Regions from separate parts of the Siniperca chuatsi genome. Here region 1 is linked to region 2. Evidence: chromatin contacts called from public Hi-C data. All regions are on one chromosome and are shown on one strand. The core of a region is the stretch at or near the end of the contact, and the rest is flanking DNA. Distances in the headings are between cores, read along the strand shown.

The links. Hi-C and Micro-C count contacts between places; a contact is called where the count stands out from the background.
Region 1: a contact with region 2 is called in a Hi-C map of liver, with 2.8 times the contacts expected there. The contact joins two enhancer-like sites. A contact is called at or near these places in 2 of 3 Hi-C or Micro-C datasets (liver and skeletal muscle).

What each region holds. Positions count from the first base shown.
Region 1 is chrLG17:6,317,371-6,324,144 of ASM2008510v1, reverse strand. The region is part of intron 2 of macf1a (microtubule-actin cross-linking factor 1); the gene reads left to right. Among protein-coding and RNA genes, the nearest start is that of macf1a, 20 kb to the left of the region's middle. Within about 2 kb of position 3,179, the one cell type or tissue checked has an H3K27ac peak away from gene starts, as active enhancers do. A contact at or near this core is called in liver, where this site is marked.
Region 2 is chrLG17:6,253,087-6,259,615 of ASM2008510v1, reverse strand. The region is part of intron 2 of macf1a (microtubule-actin cross-linking factor 1); the gene reads left to right. Among protein-coding and RNA genes, the nearest start is that of macf1a, 84 kb to the left of the region's middle. Within about 2 kb of position 3,740, the one cell type or tissue checked has an H3K27ac peak away from gene starts, as active enhancers do. A contact at or near this core is called in liver, where this site is marked.

The DNA.
Region 1 (6,774 bases), core at 1,930-4,429, 65 kb before region 2:
ACATGAACATCAGGACCCCAGGCGTCAGTGCCTGCATGTAACTTAGACGTCCACCGTCCTGCCTGCTGCTCTCCCTTCCACATTTCTTTCTCTACAGGCAGCTGAAAGGAAGCCTCGGCCCAAAACCCTGTTGTCATGGCGACGTGGTCTCTTCTGTTTCCATGGTTATAAAAGGCGCGGAGAAGCAATGGCGACGATGGTGAGAGAGACTGACACTGAATATAAAAGGAAGGCAAAACAAATAGTGAAAGAGAGAGTGTCAGAATTTTAATTTGGAGTTGGAGAAAAGAGGAGGGAGTTTGTAAAAGAAAAGAAGGGGGAGTAAATGACTGAGTCAGTGTTAAAGGTAATGAAGAGAGGAAAGAAATAGAGTTGGAGAAAGAGGGGGAGGAGGTAATGAGGAGATAGAAGGAGTGGAGGATAAGGAGGGCAAAGTTTAAAGAGGAGGGTAAAAGAAAGCGAATGCAATGATGACTTATAGCTAAAGACGAGGGTGAGGGAGGTCATAAAACAGAAAGAGAAAGAAAACGATTAACAGAAAGAGGGATACAGACTGAACCAAAGAATCACTGAAAACTTAAGAGAGAAATGGGTTGAGGGAGTAAAACAGAAAGAAAAACAAAGTGAAAAACTGCCATGGAGGAAAACTGCAGCTGATGTTGAAAGAGAAAGAGACTGAAAGAGAGAGAGTGAGAGAGATCAAAACAGACACATAAAACTAGAGGGAGTTAAAAAGGACAAGATAAGAACGATAAGAAGAAAGATCAAGAAACGTTTGTGATGTGAAGAAAGAGCGAGGAACTGCCTGGAAGTCAAAAAGAGAAAGACAGAATGAGAGACCATGAAAGAAAAGCACTAAGAGAGAAAAACTGAGGTAGAGACAGTATGTGGAGAGAGAGAAAAAGAGACTTTGAGGGAAGTTAAAAAAAAGAGCGGGAAGAAGATAAAGTAGAACAAAGGGAGGTTTGTTATTTAAGCTAGAAGTCTTCAGTTTTAAATCAGTTGTGTTTATTATGTTAATAGAACAACCAACAAAGAATTAAAAACTTTTGAGGATGTACAAAGAAGTGACATGTGAAAACTTACATCTGAGTTCAGACGTTTGGGAACTTGCGAGAGACAAATTTAAAAAAAAGAACGGTCGAAACTGAAGCAGCAGAGGTTGACATATCCTGATTTTTAATCCCTAATATGGGTCAAGCTCCAAAAACACTGGATCCTCCACTTCCCATAATGCACCTCAGTGACGTCTTTTCCTAGACCTTTCCTGTCTGGTAAATGTCCACATCTTTCAAACTCCACACCCCAGTTAGGAATGCAGCCTTTTCTAGTAAAAACATTATATCCTCCAATCCTAAACCCAGATACCCGAGTGACTTATTTTATACTTACACCCACTTAGTACTTAATTTATTTTCAGATCTATATTATAGTGTATTATATTTTTTGCTAGTACTTCTATTCCTGTGTGCACTGACGTAAAGGCGAGCTGCCATAACAAAAGAGTTTCCCCTCGGGGATCAATAAAGTATTTCTGATTCTGATTCTGATTCCGATGTCACTTGAGTAGTTTTCTCAGACTTGACAAAACTCCTTCAGAGCAACAGAAGACATCCTGTTGTTTTCACAGCTGTGTCGTACTCCCTGTGACTTCTTAATACATGCAAGGTATGTGGTATGCCCCTTTAAGATGTAAAGTGGCTATTTTTTTATGTATGAAACAGGAATATTTGTGAAAACCTAATTTTAAATAGCAAAGAGATAATTGAACGTTATTTCAACCTTAAAATTTAATAAAAAATATTTAAGGTGTCTACGTGAAAACCAATACATCCCAAAAAATTATGTGTGCTTTGGAATCACATGGGTTATCACATGTGACTTTTTTGTAAGAGATAATTAGATATAGTCTAAATCACATTTAGTGTTTACTGTTTTTATAAATTCAAAGATAAACCAAAGTAGATAAAGTCAGTGCATCAAAATCCAAAATACTGATCCGCTGTTTATCCCAAGTTGATACTCGTGTTTCAGGCTATAGATGTGCAAAAAGGATATAGTTCACATACTGAACATACTGTATTCTTTAGAGATCTAATGAGCCTCCTCATAATTGCAGTTTGATGCTCCTTGCTGAAACACAGCTGACTTTGTTTACATGTTGATTTATTGGATTGCGGAAGTCATATTGATTATCTGCATTCCTGAATCAACCCTGGATTTTACACGCGCATTATTCTGAGGCTGTTTTAAATCTTTACATTGTCATTTGAATCCATGACTGAGCTTGCAGTCATTTCTGTAAGTTGAGACCAACGGCACAAAGGTCAGACTTTCCTAAGAATCATATAAGCCACATAACGCACTAATCCAAGTCACACACATTTTAATAATTTCATTCAATCTCCTGCTTATTCCTGGTTATTTGGGGCATTGCGCAGCTTTAATAGGCTGTAATTCAAACAAAAATGCAGGCGTGGATAATCAGATCACATTGCTTGATGTTAGAGATATCTTTCTTTTTGGCTGTTTAGCAGATTGGCAATGCTCCCAACAACATGCACGTAACAGTAACAAAGAGGGTCAGAAATGGGATGTAAAAGTTAGAAAGCGTAGTGGAGATCTGCTGCTGAGGCGTTGGTCATGCTGACGTGTTGAGGACTGTATGTCCTTTTGGCTCACAGAGCACATTCATTGTGCAGCTGGACTCTGCATGACAGCACAGACACACAACAACACACACTCACACACGCATATACATGCATGTGTATACACAAACAGGATGAGACACACTGCAGAAAGAAAACAGTGTGAGTGACAGATAGAGGCAGACAGAGACAGAGGGGACTCAATCAATTGTATGCGTTCTTGTCAGCCGACATTAATACACGTACACGCACAACGTAAATATTTTATTTACTTTTAATACACATCATGAGGTGTGGTGAGGGTAAGAACAGACATTTTTAGTTCCAGTCAGGCCAAGTTTGAGTCAGCGTTTACTGTAATTTCCATTAACCACCACTAGGCGGGGGTTGTCGCACATTGACAGGTTGTGTCCTTTTTCTAGAGGGACCCTCGTGCTCTGTACGTAGATACCACCTGCTTTGTTTGTCATTATACCAGTTAACTGTTAAAAGATGTTAAAAACATCTGCTTTGACTGTAATCTTATGATGCATGTTCATATAGAGTAAATGGTGTTTTTCTCCAACTGATTCATGATCTGCAGTTTACTGGAAATGAAATGTTACTGAGACCTTGAGACCACGGTCACAACAACCTCCCTCTTGTTTGTATGACTTGTGTGTGTATGTGTGTGTGTGTGTGTGTGTGTCAGGAGGTTGCAGATGGACAAAAAACACATCCGCTGGCCTGTTTTGCTTTCGTTATGAACTCTTTGGACCCCTTAATTGCATTGTCATTGGACACTGTGTGTATATACGTGAGTGTGAATGTGTGTATGTGTGTGTGTGTGTGCCAGATTTGGATCACCAAGGTGTCTGTTTGTATTTCCACTGGAGTGTGGCTGATGTGATATGCGAGTCCTGTAATGAGCGGTGAGTCAGGGTGAGGAGACACAAAGAGGACATTAAAAATAATGCAAGACAGGAAGAGAGAAAGGAGGGAAACGAATATCTGGATGCTTAATTAATGGTAATAATTAATGTAAACACATGAGACCACTTGCTAAATGACTGGAAGCATCTAAGACATATCTTTAGTAGTAGATTATTCAGTTAAATCTCTTTTTTTACAGAAGAAGATAAACATATTGGAAGGTTTTCTTTTCCCTTCAACCTGTAGCTTGTTCCCCCATCTGTAATCTTGAGAAAGGTTATGTTTTGTGCTGTGAACCCCAGATTTCTGCCGCGTAGAGGACAGTAGGCTGCTAGCTTCTTGGTGATGTGTTAAGGTTGTGATTCAATCCTAACAGGAAGGGAGGGAGGGGGGAAAGGCTGTGAAGTATAAATGTTTGCTTTGCTTGAACCCATGACATGATAAATACAGTATTTACTGTCCATGCTGGTTTAATCGCTGACTTGTTCTTTCATTTCTTTTTCTTTTCCCCTTTACACCCTTCTTCTATTTTATCTTGTTAGAAGCGGGACGCTGTGTGTGTGTGTGTGTGTGTGCATGGATGCTGGAAATTATTATATATACCTAATGCCAGATCTGTTAGAGCAGCAGTGGCCCACACACTTGAAAGACCATCAGCATTATAGACGCATGCAAACACACATTAATACACACACATAGGCTCACTTTGGCACGTTCGATTAGAAAGAAAAAGAGATGGATTAAAGGCTGGGGTAAGAAAGATAGTGAAACTCAAACATGTAAAATGATGTTTGGCTGTTGCTTCCTATCTTTGTCCTCTTGGAAACGTTATATGGTAACGCCTCCGCTGTCATGATTTCCTTACATCTTTGCGATAATGTGGTAAAGTAGTAAACCTGTCAGAAGAGTGACAGAACAGTGGGATACGTAGAGTTTTGAATGGAAGATAATGGAAACAAGATTGCTGTTGAATAATCCTGCAATTAGTGCCCACTGTTTTTCCCCCTTAAAACCTTGATTATTTATTGATATACACTCAGTGGTAAATTTATTAGGTTCACCTGTACAATCTATTGCAATTTAATACAACAGCTCTACCATAAATTCTACCTTTACAAGGTGTATAATGTTCAGTTTTTGTTGACATTATCAGAATTGTGGAAATTCAATTGTATGTTTATTACTGAAGACATAGTTAATGGTGGTGTTGGTACTGGACTATATTATATTAAGAGGTGTTTCAAATGTTTTGTCTTCCCTATTTACATACATGAGGGGTGGCAAAATATTAGAAACACCTCTAAATATAATGCAGTCCAGTACAACACCACCACTAACTATGACCTCAATGTTAAAACACCTTTTTGACAGTGTAAACAAATTGAACATTATAGGCATCGTAAAAGTAGCCTTTTATGGCAGAATAGTTGTATTGGATTGCATTAGATTGTATTTTGTAAAAATATATTTTTTAAAATAGACCAGAGAGCAGGAAGTGTTGGAGTCAAACACCAGCCCACACACACAGGATAACAGAGTCAATGCAGTGGTTTGAAAGCTGTCCGCCTTGTGGAGCCATTCATGCATCTTTTATATGTATTTCGATCCAATATTGATTTCAACCTGACAGACACATATGCTTCAAACCCTTGTCAAAAAAAGAGTGTGTGTATACATGACGTTTCTTGCTCTTCCTACTATATAGTCTCTATTTCCCAGTGAGAGAAATATACAATATTTCTGCTAGAGGCTGCATGGGCCTGACATTGTGCTTCACGTTAAGGTCATCTTCATGTGTCTCTATGGGATTAAAGGACACAGCCTCTAGACCATTTCAATGAGGCTGCTTTATGGGCTTTGACCTCAGGATGATGGCATGCTGAGATTATCCCCTGACGGCTGTGTTTCACCCAGTGGGACAGGACAGACTTGTAAGCAGATTCACCTCAAATCAAATAGATCGCTAGAGTCAAACACAGAGGCTCACTTGACTCGTAGCAGGAAGTTTATTCTTTTAGCGCCGGTCACATGGAGTGTGCATATTTTTTCACAGTAAACTGAACATATTGCCTACTTTGTATCTGAGTTCTGTGGGATGGTTTTCGCATTTGATTGCATTTCTTCTAGATGCACTCATTTTGGATCCAAGAATGCAAAATGTATTTTAAACATCTGTGGGTTTATAGGCCTGTTAACAAGGCTTTCACTTGGATTTGAATTATTTTGCCACAGTTCTCTGTAGTATAGATTCAGTTAGCCTTTAGATGGCAGTGTGCTCCATTAATTCAGCTCATCCACAACCAAAACTTCCCAACATACAGACCAAATTCCAGTAGTAAAGACCTTAATATTTTGTATTATATGAATTGTATTGGTCTGTTGTTATGTTTGCACTTTGCGTAAGAAGGTAACTTTACTGAACAGATGTTTATATGTTTCCAGCCTTCTAGTTAGTTAAAAGTTATTTGCTTGCTCTTCAGTGATTTGCCATTGTTTTTGACAATTTACATTGTTAATTCCACAACCGTTAACCAATTGTAATGGAGGTACCTATCATAACTTCATCATAGGTTAAAAGTGATCACTCAGAATAAATCTGTATTGCTTTGAAGTAACCCCTCCTTATGAGGGGACAAGTGGACCCAAACTATGCCAAATAAATGTCATCCACCATTATGGATATCTGTACTTCTGATATATTTCTCCCCTCATTTAGTCAGGTTTTCCAGTCATTTATCACCTGTATGTCACAGCCACCAATTCTTTATTTTATTTTTTATTATCTTTGCCTTCACCTCTACCTTAAAAAAATCAAAAACGTAGCCGTTATATATCCGCCATGTTGTATTCCCCGTCGTTCAACTTTCTCTGCACCTGTTTCTCTGACAAATAGCCGTATAGTAGCCTGAAAACGTTTTCCTCATACAAATAAGACTAACTTTTGATCAAAAAGACCAAAAGTTAGGCTTCTTTGCCCCAAGAATGAAGATTTTCCACTTTTAAATGTGAGCGCTGGATTTCAACCGCCGCAATTTCGGCGCCTTAAACCAACGGAAATAACCCGTTAATGATAATTTAAGTACATAACAAGTCACAGGTGTAGTGAATTAGTTTAAAGTCTGACACAGTAGAACATGATGACAGTGCTTTTAATAGCCTATTTTGTCCTGGGGCTTGCTGGTTATCTGTCACCGAGCCGAGCCCACCATCTGGG
Region 2 (6,529 bases), core at 2,491-4,990:
AGTGCCGGTCAGTCGATCGGTCCACCACTTTGGTCAAGATTGAAATCTCAACAACTATTGGATAGACATTCATGGTCCCTAGAGGATGAAGACTACTGACTTAGGTGAACCCCCCTAACATTTCCTCTGGCACCATCATCAGATCAAATTTTTAATTGCCCAGTATTTTGGTTTATGGCCAAATGCCTCCAAAACTAATTCTATTCAGATCAGCCTCAGCTGTACTTTTTGTTTAGTGCTAATTCGAAAATGTTAGCATGCTAACACCCTAAAACTAAGATGGTGAACGTGGTAAACATTATACCTGCTTAAAATCAGCATGTCAATGGGAGCATGTTAGCATGCTGACATTACTGTAGCGTGGCTTTAAACTCTTAGTCTTGTTTTGATTAAATCAAGAAACCAGGAGGGAAGAACATTTTTAAGTTGTGGAAGTGATCGAACAGAGCCACATTGGAAATTCTGGGTTCACTTCTCTTTTTTCACATCTTCTTTATTTTTGTTTCCCTTGTCACTCCTTACTACCACTCTACTCTGATATCTACTCTCCTGTTTTCTCACAATTTTATTATTCCTCTTTCTATCACTTTCACTCTTCAGTCTGTCTCCTATTTATCTCATGTTTTTGTTTCTCTTGGACTTTGATCTTTTATCTGTCCTTATCTCACCCTCTTTATGCCATGCATTCACGAGATAAAGACTCCTTTTTTTTTCTCTTAGCATTTTCTGGTTGCTTGTCAATTTATCTAAATTAAAATACCATTTTTCTTCTTTCCACTCATTTATCCTCCAGCCTTTTTTTGTTTCTATCCCATTCTCTTTCTCTAGCTCTCTGTGTCCTTCCCTCTCCTGCTCATTAACCTGTGATTAACTAAGGCCCTAAAACCAAAAGAGTTGGATGAAGCTTCTCTTTTCTCACGGGGTCATAAATCTATCGCTCTTTCTCCTTCCCTCTTTCTAAGACTGTCCCCTCCCTCCTTTCCCACCGTCCATCCATGCAGGGCTTTTCTGTGCCATCCTGTGTGACAGCTCTTACACCCTTCTTCCTCCTTACTCCTTCCAGTTTCTCTGAAGGGAAGCATTTGTGTGTGTGTTTGTTGTTTTTTTTCCATACATATGAAGGACCAAAGTTAAGCAGCGATTTCAGGGTGACTACTTGAAAAGTGTGTCTACAAACTGTGTGATAAGATTACCTAGGTGAGTTGCTCACACTGGTGTCAACACACACACGCACACACACCAACATGATCCTTGCTCTTTACCCTGAGGAGGGCTCTGACTGAGCAGTTAATGCTCTAGAGGTCAACATCACTGTTTTCATGCTGCTCCTGAGCCTGATGGCTGAGAATGAGGGAGCAGCAGAGTCAGGTCACAGAGGTCATGTTGGCTTCCTGCTTCTAGCCAGCCTCTGTGTGCTGCATTAAAAACAAAAACAAACTCCATCGTCCATCATGTAAGAAATTAGCTATGACAATGTATATTTTATGTCCAAACCAGAACATCTACAACATGGTGGTGGTTGGGGTGGATGTATGGAAAGCCAGTGACTTTGCGGTTTGCGTTCCGTGTCCCATCAACCGTCAGTGTTTGTTTCCTTTAACCATGGAGGCGATATTGCTCCTAACCTTACCTTAAGAAGTATTAGTCACATGACTTAATTCTTTCCTTAACCAAAGTGAAGGAGATCAAAAAACATTTGAATTTAATAAATGTCATTGAATAAAACAAGGTCAAATTGTGTTCTTTGCCAGTCTATATGTCTTTCTTTCTGATAATCATTATTTCATTAATTATGAACTTGAGAATAATTTCATCTTGTATGATAAGATAGTTTAGTGGGTGTTCGGACCAAAAACAGCCCTGCTTTAAAAGAATGCAAGGGTCTGCGTTGGTGGGGGCCTTTTGCTTCAGGTACTGGTGGTTTATTGCCAAAACCCTTCACAGCGGTTTATAATACTGTGAGGAAAGATTTTATAGCTTCGGAAAGTTATCACAGCAGCAATCTATTTTTTTTTTTTCCATCAAGACAATCGTGAGGTAAACAAAAGAAATACATGCAATGCAGCGCCTTGCCAGGTGATGATGATGTTGCATTTTGGCCAGAGTTGAGCCAGGTTTAACCTTTTTGCTGGAGGCAGAGTGGTCCATTTAAATGAATAAGGGGTCTGTGTTTTTCATGCAGGGCTACTATTGTTTTTTTTTTTTTTTTGCTCACTCACATTTTTTTATGAATAAGAATGTTTTTCTTCATTAAAGTTACTGTTTACTCCTTTTACACATGTAGCACCCAAAGCATTTGTGGGTAGTTACGGCTATTTTTTGCTGTTATAGCTTATATTATACGGCAGACATCTTCTTGATATCAAATGTCATCTGCTAAAATAATCTTTGGTGTGTGTCAGTGTGGCCCTGAGGGAATAGAGCATAGAAGTTAACTGTTCAAGTCTCTGTTCTTTTCTTTTTATTATGCAGGGTGAGAGAAAGGACAGGGGTAATTGGGCTTTGTTTCCTGAAAACAAAAGCTTTGCCACTGCTGTGTGTGTGTTTCACAGAATACACATTCTGTATTCTTGGGTGTGTAGGCTCAGAAACTTTTCCTGTTTTCTCAGCCAAGTAATTTAATTTTGCTATGGAGCAATTCAGGCTTCCAGAAACAGTTGCTCTCTTGACATTTTTGGACTCCGCATCAGGGCCTGTGTCCCAGTTTGACTCCCAAAGTTTAAATGTACTAGCCTGAAGAGTTTTTCCTCATATCTCTCATTTCTCTCACCCACTTTAATTTCCTGAAACACGGCTAACTAGAAAATAGTGTTGCATGCTTTTGTGTTATTAAATCTCTGTTTGCTGAGTGAGAAGGAATGTAAATGTGACTGGTTTTCACAAAGTGTACCTGTGTTTAACTGTAACACAGATTACAGTAGAGCTGTTGAGGAAGGAAGCTTTTACAAGATAAATGTTATCTCTTCTTGAGCTACTAGTTGAAGCAGTGGCTGGGAAACTTTAGCTCTAAGCTGACCTCAAGTCTGTCTCCAGATGGGTCAACTTCCCACTTTTCATCACTTGCACTGACATCTCCTAAGTCATTTGCTGGCACCCCTGTGTTTCGGGGCATCGCGGTCTGTCTGTGTCCCTGTCTGTCTGATGACTCCTGGCTCCGTTCCTGTCTGCTCTCTGGAACGGGTGTAGCGATCCGCTTAGTTCTCCCGTCAAAACATAACTTACTTAACTGTCAGCAGTAACAGCACTGGAAGCCTTTGATGTGTTCATCCCGCACTGAAAGAGACCACAGTAGGTAGCAGAGTGGACATGGTGTTGTCTGCCAAACTAGATAAAGAAGTTACCCACTTACCACTGGCTATCTATTGCCAACATGCTGGGGAACAGCTTAACTTTTTAACAAAAACATGATATATATTTGAAATATATATAATAACATTTCTTTTTTTTTATTGTTTAGTTTGTCATGTTGTACCTTTTTTATTGGACAGCTCATAGCATAGAGTCATATATGTGTATATATAGGTAGATAGAAGGAAGGCTAGATAGAGAGGGAGACAGATATACTGTAGATGTGTAAATATATATCAATAGTCTGCTTATTGGCAATGGAATACATCTTTCTTTTCTTTCTTTGTTTTTAAAACCCTTTTTATAAATGTTTTAATTTAAAAGACCCATAGTTGTCTGATGTAATTTCTCCTGTTCAGCTAACTGGATTGTCAGTGAAGCCTCGATCAGGTCCAGTCATCATGATGTCCAACTCCTCGCTGTGTGATTAGCTATGCCTGAATAACTAACAGTCTGAGGTTGATTGCTTATGCGTGTTTGACCCAGCGATGCCAAATCCATTCGTCTAGATAGAGATAAACTGTGTGTGTGTGTAAATGTTTTACTAACTGTGCTCATCTTGTACTGAACATTAAACAACAGTTTGGGTTGTTTAAGTTTCCCTGCTGGGAATTATTTGACCATATTTCCCCTATGTTGTCTTCCTCCTGAATGGTTACTTAACATAATAGTCCAGAGAAAAATAAATGAATAAAAGAGTACTGGACCTGGATCCAAGTGTGAGACGAAACCTTCTTTGGGAGTTTAAAGCTGTTTAAAAATCAATGCTGCAACACTGGAGGCGAACTGAATTTGCTTCTCTGTAACTGGACCCAGTCTGCCCCCTAACGGCAGAATGCAGGGGAGCTGTGTGTCTCTGAGTTAGTCTCAAAGTTTGGATGCATTTCAAAGTGGCTCCAACTTTCCCTGCAGACTATATATCAACTATTTATCATTTTACTGCAAACAGAATTACAACTCCATCACTCTGTTTCAAGATCCCATAAAACATTTCACAGTGTGTAGTTCAATGGATGAGCACTAGACAGCCAGGTGCTTCACTGTACTGAGCGTACTGCTGATGGAAATATTTGATCAAAACATGTACAAGTATTTGCTCCCTCTCATCTACATCCACCTTCTTCCCTGTACGTGTAGTGTTATGTCTGAAACCTTGTCTAAATGGTTCAGCCACAGGAAGGCAGGTCAGGACGCTGGCGGCCGGTTCATTTTCCAGACAGGAAGTGTTTCTGCTGCATTTCACCAATGGAGAGGTCAGAGGTCACGCAGCTGCCGGGAAACAGTGTGGGAGGCTAGCAGGCGGTGGTGATGTGTCACGGTCACACACCACATGCAGCTGCGTGGTCACTGGAGTCTCAGAATAGCTGTTTTATTCACATACAAAAGCACTGCGTTACAGCATTACAGCAACTCATCTCACTACCCGATTCAGAACCAGGACTGTATCTGTTCAGAAGACTAACACTGTAATATCATGTATGGTAATTTCATAATGGCAGGAAACAACGATTCCTGAGGCATTAGGTTTGTTAAGAAGAATATTTTATATTATTTTATCTGATACCTTATTCTCAACACAAATCTATCACAGCTTTGTCAGTTTCTTTGTTATGATGCAAAAAAGATTGATAGTTACAGTTATTAGAAGAGGCTTGCACAGGTAGAAGCTAGTATTAAATGCAGAGGTGATTGAGTTCAGTCTGGCAGATGGGGCTTGGTCAGAGGAACTGCAGGGATGGAGAGAGGAGGAGATGGAAAGTCAAAATTTTTGTTGTAGCTACATAGACAAAAGTCCAAGGTTAGAGGATTCATCACTCTGTGACCATCCTTTTCCTCATCCTTCTGCCTTCCATCAACATATTTTTTCCTGACTCCTCCTGCAGTTGGCATGTTCCTTACACAGCAGGAATTCTGCGTAACGTCTCATGTTAAATAGGTTTGGGTATGGGCACGACACCTGAGTTTCAGTGCCAATACCAAACCCTTTTTTCTGTTAAACAAAATAAGAATCAGTGTTTAATTTTGTCTCAGCACAAAGTAGCCAATATGAGCTATTGCCTGAACAAAACACTAAAATCAGCAAAATTATGATTTAAATCAGGAAATATCTCGTCAGAGAAGTAAAAGTAAACTAAACTAAGAATCTGACCAAGCATTCAGTACCAGCTTTCAGTACTTGACAGTTTTCTTTTAACCTGTTAAGATTGATACACAGCCCTAATTTGAAAAGGTTTATAAATATGTGCAGTATGGACACAGAGGTTAATAGTATCAAAAAAAAAGGTTCCCGCCACCATCAGCGCGCCTCATGTCCCTCATAAGGGTCAGAGACAGGTGCTAGACATCCTTTTATATCGTTTAGAAGAAAAAATTGTTTTTAAAAAAACAACATATTGCGGCCAGTTCAATACTGTACTACACAGCAGCTTGTGTAAACATTGTTCTTTTCTGTGGTCAGCCTGCTGTGTATATCCATATGCTGATACAGTTTTCTGGCTCTGCCTGCACTCATTGCTCTGAGTCTGAGGAGAGAAATTTATGTGTTACAGTAATATCATGCAAAGGCACAGGGCAGCAGTTCTGTGCACAAAAAGTACAGTATATTTCTGTGTGTGTGTGTGTTTGCGTACTTCTTTGTGTGACAGGGTGACCTTGCCGGCATCCTGGCTATCTTTGTGAAGGATGCTGACTGGGAGAATTGTGCTGTACTGGGGGAGGGAGAGACGGGGAGACATGACACGCTGCTGCATTAAACACGCAAGAGAGATAAATGCAAGCTAATAGAAGCATCATCTAGACAAGACATATGCAAAATAATTTAATTTCCTCCTCTGGTCAGTGAGGCTAAATGTCTGTACTTTGATGGTAAGCATGGGATGAATTATATTATGCTAATATAGTGAAAGCAGAGACAGTGCTGAGACTACACAACACATCAGTCACAAAAGGCTGTGTGTGTGTGTGTGTGTGTGTGTGTGTGTGTGTGTGTGTGTGTGTGTGTGTCTTTATCATTCTCTCTTTCTTGGTGTGTGAGTGTGAGATTTCTCTCTCTGATATCTGAATGAAAAGGGTCATTCATTTCCCAACGCAAACAGCCAATACAACACCAAGCCTTACAATAACACCCTCTCCCCTTCTCCCTTGATGATTCCCATGCTCTCTTTTTCATCTTTTTTTTTTC